Regions from separate parts of the Mus musculus genome. Here regions 1 and 2 are each linked to region 3. A link is a contact called in public promoter capture Hi-C data. All regions are on one chromosome and are shown on one strand. Each heading gives the region's core, a stretch centred on a gene start, on an enhancer-like site or on the middle of the called end of the contact. The rest is flanking DNA. Distances are from core to core; before and after follow the strand shown. Region 1 holds the start of Tbp (TATA box binding protein). Region 2 holds the start of Gpr108 (G protein-coupled receptor 108). Region 3 holds the start of Ppp1r11 (protein phosphatase 1, regulatory inhibitor subunit 11).

The links. Promoter capture Hi-C pulls out the DNA fragments that hold promoters and counts their contacts.
Region 1: a contact with region 3 is called in a promoter capture Hi-C map of pre-B cells. The contact joins the promoter of Tbp here to the promoter of Ppp1r11 in region 3. A contact is called at or near these places in 2 of 39 promoter capture datasets (cranial neural crest and pre-B cells) and 1 of 484 Hi-C or Micro-C datasets (CD4 T cells).
Region 2: a promoter capture Hi-C map of second pharyngeal arch cranial neural crest shows a contact between it and region 3. The contact joins the promoter of Gpr108 here to the promoter of Ppp1r11 in region 3. A contact is called at or near these places in 2 of 39 promoter capture datasets (cranial neural crest and second pharyngeal arch cranial neural crest) and 1 of 484 Hi-C or Micro-C datasets (uterus).

What each region holds. Positions count from the first base shown.
Region 1 is chr17:15,498,566-15,501,265 of GRCm38.p6, forward strand. Tbp (TATA box binding protein) reads left to right here and starts at 1,323. Exons shown (of 8, transcript NM_013684.3): 1 at 1,323-1,459.
Region 2 is chr17:57,246,309-57,249,112 of GRCm38.p6, forward strand. It overlaps Gpr108 (G protein-coupled receptor 108), which reads right to left and starts at 1,381. Exons shown (of 17, transcript NM_030084.4): 1 at 1,203-1,381; 2 at 456-575. The coding sequence starts at 1,328. It also overlaps a transcript of Trip10 not described here.
Region 3 is chr17:36,950,459-36,953,158 of GRCm38.p6, forward strand. Ppp1r11 (protein phosphatase 1, regulatory inhibitor subunit 11) reads right to left here and starts at 1,334. Exons shown (of 3, transcript NM_029632.3): 1 at 965-1,334. The coding sequence starts at 1,048.

The sequences.
Region 1 (2,700 bases), core at 73-2,572, about 21 Mb before region 3:
GGCACAGCGTTTGAGACGGGTTAGTAGTTCATGCTGCATTCAAGGCCAATCAGGACGCATGTCAACTGTGTGGTGTACGCAGCCACGAGACCCAGGAAGCAATACCAGATTTCTTTAGCCAGAATATGATGGTTAATATTGTTAATTTCACAGAACTTAGCATCATGTAGGTAAAACCCATGGATGCGTCTATGCGGGTGTTTCAAGGTTTAATTGAGGAGCGAAGACCCAACTAAAATATAAGCGGCGCCACCTCATTGCCTGGATTTCCCGACTAAATAAAGAAGAAGCGAACTAACATTTATCTATTTATGTTTCTGGTCTGTGGATGCAATCCAGTTGGCATGCTTCCCCCTGGGTTGTATCTCCTCAAACAGTAAGACAACATAAAACCCGCTTCCCTTATATTGCCTCTTGACAAGCCTTTGTTAAGTTTTCTCAATTCCCCAGTCTTCTGAGGTTTCCTGTACTTTCAAGAGAAAATGTTTCCTTTAGGGGAAAATAGATACACAGTACTATTGTACTTATTAGAGTCTGTGTAAATAGACAACCTATACAACACCTACACACATAACACACAGATACTGTCCATCACACACACAGACACACACACAGAGAGAAAGAGAGAGAGAGAGAGCGCTAACCTTAACCTAAAGGAGCTCATTACCTCGTTGATAATGCAAAATACAAGGGAAAGGAAGTACGCAGAACAACACATGTATATGCCTTAGATGAACTTCAGAAGGAAAAAAAAATTAAGATATGTTGGAATCAATCAAGCATTATGAAGCAGCCTAAGAAACAGCTGACGTTTTCTTGTGGCAGCAAGGAAGAGAGCTGGTAGTGACCGAGCTAAAAATAGAAATGAATCTGTGACTACAAAGTCGCTTGTTTTGTTGTTCTTCCTTGAACGTAAGTTAACATCTACTGAGAACATGATGAGGAGCGTTTGCTTGACATTTTCCTTAGCCACCTCACAAATCTCAAAGGGGAGGAGCCAGTAAGCTTGCCAAGCAATCTCTGGAGTTCGAAGCCAGCCAGTTCTACAGAGTGAGTCCCAAGAAAGTCGGGGCTACACAGAGAAACTCTTTCTCACAAAAACAAATCATGGAAGACTGAGGATGTAGTTCAGTGGTAGAACGCTTGCTTGGGCTTGATCGCCATTGCCACATCCCCAACTGTTTCCGCTACACACTCAATAGATCTCTCTTTGACAGCTAGAAAGGGCCGTCGGAGGCCCCGCCCCGGAACTGCTGGTACCCGGCCCGCTCGTTTCCTTCCCAGTGTCTCACAGCTTAAGCACAACAAATCGGACTGCAGTCAAGAGCGCAACTGGCGGAAGTGACGGCATCAGATGTGCGTCAGGCGTTCGGTGGATCGAGTCCGGTAGCGGTGGCGGGTATCTGCTGGCGGTTTGGCTAGGTTTCTGCGGTCGCGTCATTTTCTCCGCAGTGCCCAGGTAACGGTCCTTTCATCCTTTTCTCTGCTTGGAGGCCTTAATAAAGGCGACTTCTGCAGCGGGTCCCCGGAGTTTGCCGGAGGAGACGCGAGTGGGCGCGCGGCCGGGCTGGGAACGGTCCTCCGCGCGCGCTGCGGCGGCTCCGCGAGTAACCAGTCTCTGGACCATCGCCTCGGCGGGGTCCTGAAACCCAGTACCAAGGGTGAGCGTCTCCGAGGGGCTGGCACCGGACAGCCCCGCGCACCGCACGTCTCAGCCGCTTCCCCCGGTGGGAGAGTTTTACCCAGGCCTGCAGCCGCCCGTTTTGTCCCCAGTAAGAATAATTCTGTTAGGAAGCGGTTCTCGAGACTCAGCATCTCGCCAGAAGCCTGAGAGTCAAGCTAATCGAGATTAACATAAAAACGCATGCTGCTTTATTTACACACTGTCGGTCTTTAGCCTCAAGTTAAGGTGGTTTTCCAAAACTCCGGGTAGGCTTCTCTGGAAAAAGATGCCGGACCGGTTAGGCAGACGCTTGAAGACTGTGCGGAATCGGTTTCCCAAATACTCAGTTTGATGGCTCAGTTTCCAAAAGATGAAAACCCAGAAAACAGCCTAAAAATAAGTTTGTGCAGCGATTATTGCGATTTTAAGATTGCAGACGAGAAAAGGTGGTTTATATCGTCTGCAGGTGTGAAATGACTTCTGCGAAGCGTACAACAAATTCCCCAGTCTATATAATCAAGCGTTCAGTAAACTTCGTTTGCAGAAAGAGATCTGGATAAATAACTGGTTATACTTTGGACATGAAATCCAACTTTTTTTTTTTTCCTCAACCAAAGCAGTGATTGAAATTGAATTTTCAGTCTTCAATTTTCTCAGATTTATCTGCTCTTTGACACAGGAGATACTCAAACTGCACCTTAAAATCCTTAACTGTTTCCATTGCCTGTGTAATGACATCTTACATTCTGAATTATGCAACCCCACCTACAGCTGCTTTGTCATCTTTTGTAGTGACTTTACATACTGAGCCTGTCACACACTGCATGCTCTTCCAAGGCTTTGTCCCCCCCTTTCCCTTCTGTGATTTGTGCTGCACCTAGAGTGCTGATTTGTGTTGTTTTGTTCCTTTTGCTCCTTTTGCTAGACCTGTGTTACATTGCCCCTGCTTTGTGCGAGTTCCGGCCTCTCAGAAGGTACTTGACTTTAGTTATGTCTTTCTTAACTTTTTAAAAGATTTACATATGTGAATGTTTTGC
Region 2 (2,804 bases), core at 131-2,630, about 20 Mb after region 3:
AGCACTTGGGAGACAGAGGTTGGCAGATCTCTGAGTCTGTGGCCAGCCTGGTCTACACAGAGTTCCTGGCTATCTGGGGCTACATAGTGAGGCCATATCTTTTTTTTTTTTTTTTTTTTTTTTAAAGGACATGAGATTGGGAGGAGTTTGGGAAGGTGGGAATGGATTTTGGAGGAGTTAGGGGGAGAAGCGTGTATGATTAAAATGCATTATATACATGCATATATGTTACATATATACTGGCTGGCTAATTTCTGATCCTCCTGCCTAAGCCAGCAGGGACACTAAGATGACAAATCTGTACCCTCAAACCCAGACTGCATGAGACACTGTATTCATTCTTAGGTGACAGGTGGGGAAGGCTATGAGACTGGCCACAGATCACACCGGTGAGGGACAGAGCTAAGACAGAATCCCAGAACTTGCACACTGAGTCCTCCCATGAGCCCCCTCACCTTTGGCAACTTCTTTTCTGTCTCCTGGAGGCTGAGTCGCAGTAAGCTCAGCTCTACTTCCAGGGAACCATTGGTGTAGAATCCGAAGCTGTTCAGTTGGATGTCAGCTCGCTTCTCCCCCTGCAGGAAACCAAAGACACAGTGGCACAAGGGCACTCTCCCCACCAAGTCCAGCACGACGGCGTGTTTCCCTGAGCGTCTCTATACATTTTTATTCAGGACAGGAGCATGTGAGAAAGCCTTCCTGGGTACATCGTATTGGTGCTGGTGACATTTTCCTACTTCAGTCCGAGGCAGCTAGAGGGTGGGGTTGTGTGTCCATGGGGTGAAACCCTGGCAACCCCATGACAGTCCCCATATAGACGTGCACCACCCCGAGAGCGGGCTACATAGGCTGGTGTGACTAGTTTCGACTTTCCAGAAAAGTTTTCGATTCTATCTGGGCTAAATTTTGAAAGTAGTCTCCTGTCACTCCCCTAAGTGAATTCCAGGAAGATCCTACCAGGTGGTACCCCTTCCTCCCAGGTCCTATGGTTGTTACCAAGTGTTCCCTGAAAGTTTAAGCGCCAGGAGTCAGGGGTCCCAGGAGATGAAGCCCCGCCCTCTAAGCCAGGCCAACCCATTACGAGCACCGGGCGGGGAGACCCCGGGACGAGACCACTAGCGGCCTGCAGTGGGGGGTGCGGCTGCTCCATCCACCGGCGGAGCTATGGGGGGAGACAACGAGGCCAAGCCTGCGGGGCTCACTGTGAGAGTCAGCCGGTGGATACGGCCTGAGCAGCCGCTCAGCGTCAGCACCAGCAGCGACAAGTATCCCCATCGGCACTGCGTTGGGCTCTCGCCGCTGAGCCCCCTCCTCTCGCTCACTGCCATCTCTGGGGCTGCGACTGCCCCCCGAACACAGCCTCTGACGCCTGATAAGGCCTACCCACTTTTCAGCCAATAGTCGCACGACGTGGTCTAGTCACCCAATTAGCAACTGAGATTCTTTTGATTGTCAGAAGGCCTCCCAAATGGGCGTGCTTATCCTTTTCAGCCCCGGCTTTCATACTCTCCAATCGCTAAACAGATTGTCCCGGATGTAGTTTGAGGAACAGGACGATTCACCAATGATCCAGGAACCCATATCCGTCCCTTAAAGCGGAATTCCTTCAGCAACTCTTAACGGTCCAAGACTACATTACCCAGAATATAGAGGGAGCAGATCCGTGCAACGAAGCATGCATAAACTACATTTCCCAGTATTCCCAAGGACGCACTTCCTCTCCCACCCCTCACTTCCCCGATACCCTGCTCCCGGCCAGAAGTGGAGACTTAGTCAACGTACGCGTCTATGAGCTTACCTTGTTTCAACTTTGCTGGGCCACCGAAAAGCCTAAAATTCTTCGCACTATGCTGATCTCTAATCCTCGGCTGAATGCCGCTGTAGGTCCTACCTGAAGACTCCGCCCTAGGCGTAACCTTGCAGCAGCTGAGTTCCCTACTTCAAACTGAAACATAGGCTCCTCAATTCCTACTGAGTCCTCAGATCTGGAAGAGTCCCAGCTGCTGGATCCTAGTTGTAGCTTGCAACTCTTAATTAGATTGCTGACCCTGGCGCGAAGCTTCCCACCGTAGTGTGATACCTTTTTCGTCACTGGGACTCTGAGTCCTTCTCCACCCTCCTCCACCATCCCTCTACCCCACTTTACATCTCAGAGCTTAGCCCACAAGCCACCAGCAGGTGGGGCCAAGGCCTATTGGAGCCTCAGTTCCAGCACTGGCTCCAGGGCGTCTTTCCTCAGAAGTCTAGACTGCTCTTCTAGCTGCAACACAATGGTGTTTTGACACTTGCGTAGCGGCGGAGAAAGCACCTACAGCCAGGGAGAGTGGGGTGGGAGCCAACAGGGCCTCTTCCCTTTTATCCGGGAGCCTTAAGGGGGTTTACAAGGCGTGAAAGGACTTTTATGATTGGGAGGACCCGAAATCCTAAGCCCCAGGGTCCCAGAATCTAGAGGCAGTTCTGATTTGGGCCTTACATACTGAATGAGGCTGGAAAATGTGTAGTCAAGTGCAAGTGCGCGGTGCTGTGCGTGCATGCGTGTGTGTGTGTGTGTGTGTGAGTGTGTGCCTAGCCCAGAACGGTGCCCAAAGGACAACCTGTCCTCTGTTTCTCAGAGGAGACTCTGGCGGGAAGGAAGAGAAGTCAGGATGCGGTGGTGTTGGGGGGTGCTAATGGACCTGGCCTTGGCTGGATGTGCATCCTGGGCAAGATCGAAGTCATCCCATCTCTGTGGCCGGAGGGAAACAGACTATTAGTGAGACGAAATGGAGATTTCTGGAGCCGAGTAGGTCCCCGCAAGAGCCTAA
Region 3 (2,700 bases), core at 84-2,583:
TAAAGCTCTTTTGGTGCAAGCATGAAGACCTGAGTTTGATCCCTTGTATCCACGGGAACAAAAACAACAACAAAAAGTCAAATGTGGTGGTGGTGGTGGTGCAAAAAGGCAGATCTCTTGCTAGCCAGACTAGCCTATTTGGCCAGCTCCAGGCACAATGACTCTGTATCATAAGTAAATAAATAAATAAATAAATATAGACCATGTCTCAGACATCTGAGGTTAACTTCAGGCCTACACACACACACACACACACACACATATCAAAATAAAACAAATATCCAAAACCCTCCTTCTACAAAAAAGCCTTCATTCTTTCTTCTCTCATCTTCAAGCCCAGGGCTCCCTAATCCTATCCACTTATTCTTTAACATTCTGGCATCTCTGGTAATAACTGCTAAACTACTAATCTCCTTCAACCCAGACATTGTCAAACCCAACGCATCTTTCTCCCTTTGAAAGCAATTTGTTTTTGCAAAAGTTGTTTGCTCATTTGCTTCTCTCCTCCCTGATCTGCCAAAACACACTTCACCTTATTTTCTTGTTTCCTCATTTCCTCCGCTTTAACACGCACCCATTCCATGACTATCTATTGGTAAGCACTATTGGTAAGTACTCGTTCTGTACATTTGCCTCCAAAACCACGCCTTCTCAAATGGCGTTTCACTTCCTCCCAGTACCTTTCTGGCTCCTTAACCCAGTTTCCGTTTATTACGTACATAGACCACCACCCCAAGCCTTAACACCTATACTCTAATTGTAACTACGGATTAAACAATCCTTGACCAGTCACTTGAACCATTTGAGCGGCTCCAAGCATCTCTATTTAGTTCCTTGCGATTTTCCCAATAAGAGTAAACCCCACATGATGTCCCAGATCCCAAACCCACCAACTTTCCAAACCCCCCTCCCCCTCCCAGTGCCTCCCAGACCCCTAAATAGACCCCCTGCCCGCCTTTCTCACTGGCTCGGTTGTCTCGGTAACCGTTGTCTCAGTAACCGTTGTCTCAGTGACGGTCTCACTTATCCCGGCCCCTGTCTCCGCCATGGCTAAAGCGAAAAGCGAGAAAGCGGGATGAGACACCCTTTCCTTTTTCTGAGCCTCAGAGATCTAAGAGAACCGGTACAAGACTCGGAGTAGAGGCCAGGATGCTCTAGCTTCTTAATCTCCCCTACTCCTCCACGGCCTCTGCTTCCCCACCCCTGGGGAAAACCTGTCCAACCCCACTTCCGGCCTTTCACTTCCGGTTGTGACGCATCCTGCAGAACACAGTTTCCCTTCCCCACCACCGCCTGGGTCAAAGCAGGCGTCGCCAGAATAGTTCCGCCGTAATGCAATAGTGCGCAGACGCTGAGGTTGGCAGAAGTGATGTCATAGTGGGGGGGGTGGGGCTAGGCAAGGCTTAAGTTCATTGGCTGGTCAACTCGAGGCCGTTGTGCTGAAAGGATGAGGTCTGTGTGCCTAGAATCCTTACCCTATCTGCTGTATCCATAAGCTTAGGTGAAAAAATTAGGTGGGACAGGGAGCTATCTCCAAATTCCTTTTTATCATTCTGTCAAGGAGCGGTTTTCCAGGAGCAGGAAATACACTGGGTTCTAGCCGTCTCCCTGTTTGTTGATATCCCAGTGAAGGTACACTAAACCTGAAATTTTTTGACTGTAGTAGGCCCTAAGATTAAAGCCTGAAACACCTAGATTACCATTTAGCTCCCAGTTTGAGGAATGCAAAGGTTAGATGCAGGGGGCAGAGTAACAAATCCAAATTCATCTGGTTAAATTTTGTTAAATCTCTCCACTATCCATCCAAAAATACCAGTTTTTGTTTCCTTACAATGAGAAACTAGATTTAGATAAGATATATGTATAATACATATAAGTGCATCTTTTTTGTATTGTCCTTGTAATGGTTTTCATTTAGGCTTACTATGCTCGAGAGTCCAAACGGGGGGAGGGGGCTCTAATTTGTAAGCTCCTAGCTTGTACAAACTGTCGTGGCAGCCCGCCTACCTCTTTTAACCAGACATTGAAGGTTTTTTTTTGTTTGTTTGTTTGTTTGTTTGTTTGTTTTGTTTTGTTTTCCCAAATAGGGTTTCTTTGTGTAGCCTTGGCCCTTTTGGAACTCTCTCTGTAGACCAGACTGGCCTCAAATTCAGAAACTTACCTGCTTATGCCTCCTCCAGTGTTGGGATCAAAGGCCACCACCACCACCCAACAAAGAATTATTTTATTATTATTATTATTCACTTTACACCCTGTTCACTGCCCCTCTCCCAGGTACTCCCTCCCACAATCCTTCCCCCATCCCCATCCCCTTCTCTGAGTTGGGTGGGATCCCCCTGGCTATCCCCACACCCTGACACTTCAAATCTCAGCGACACTAGGTGCTTCCTCTCCCACTGAGGCTAGACAAGGCAGCCCAGCTAGAAGAACCTGTCCCATGTACAAGCAACAGCTTTTGGGATTGTCCCTGATCCAGTTGTTTGGGACCCGCATGACAACCAAGTTGCACATCTGCTACATATGTGAGGGGAGGACTAGGTCCAGCCCATGTATGCTCTTTGCTTGGTAGTTCAGATTCTGAGAGTCCTAAGGGTTAGTTGACTCATTTGGTCTTCCTATGATGTTCTTATTCCCTTTGGGACTTGAAATCCTTCTTTCTATTCTTCTATAAGAGTCCCCAAGCTCCTTCCAGTGTTTGGC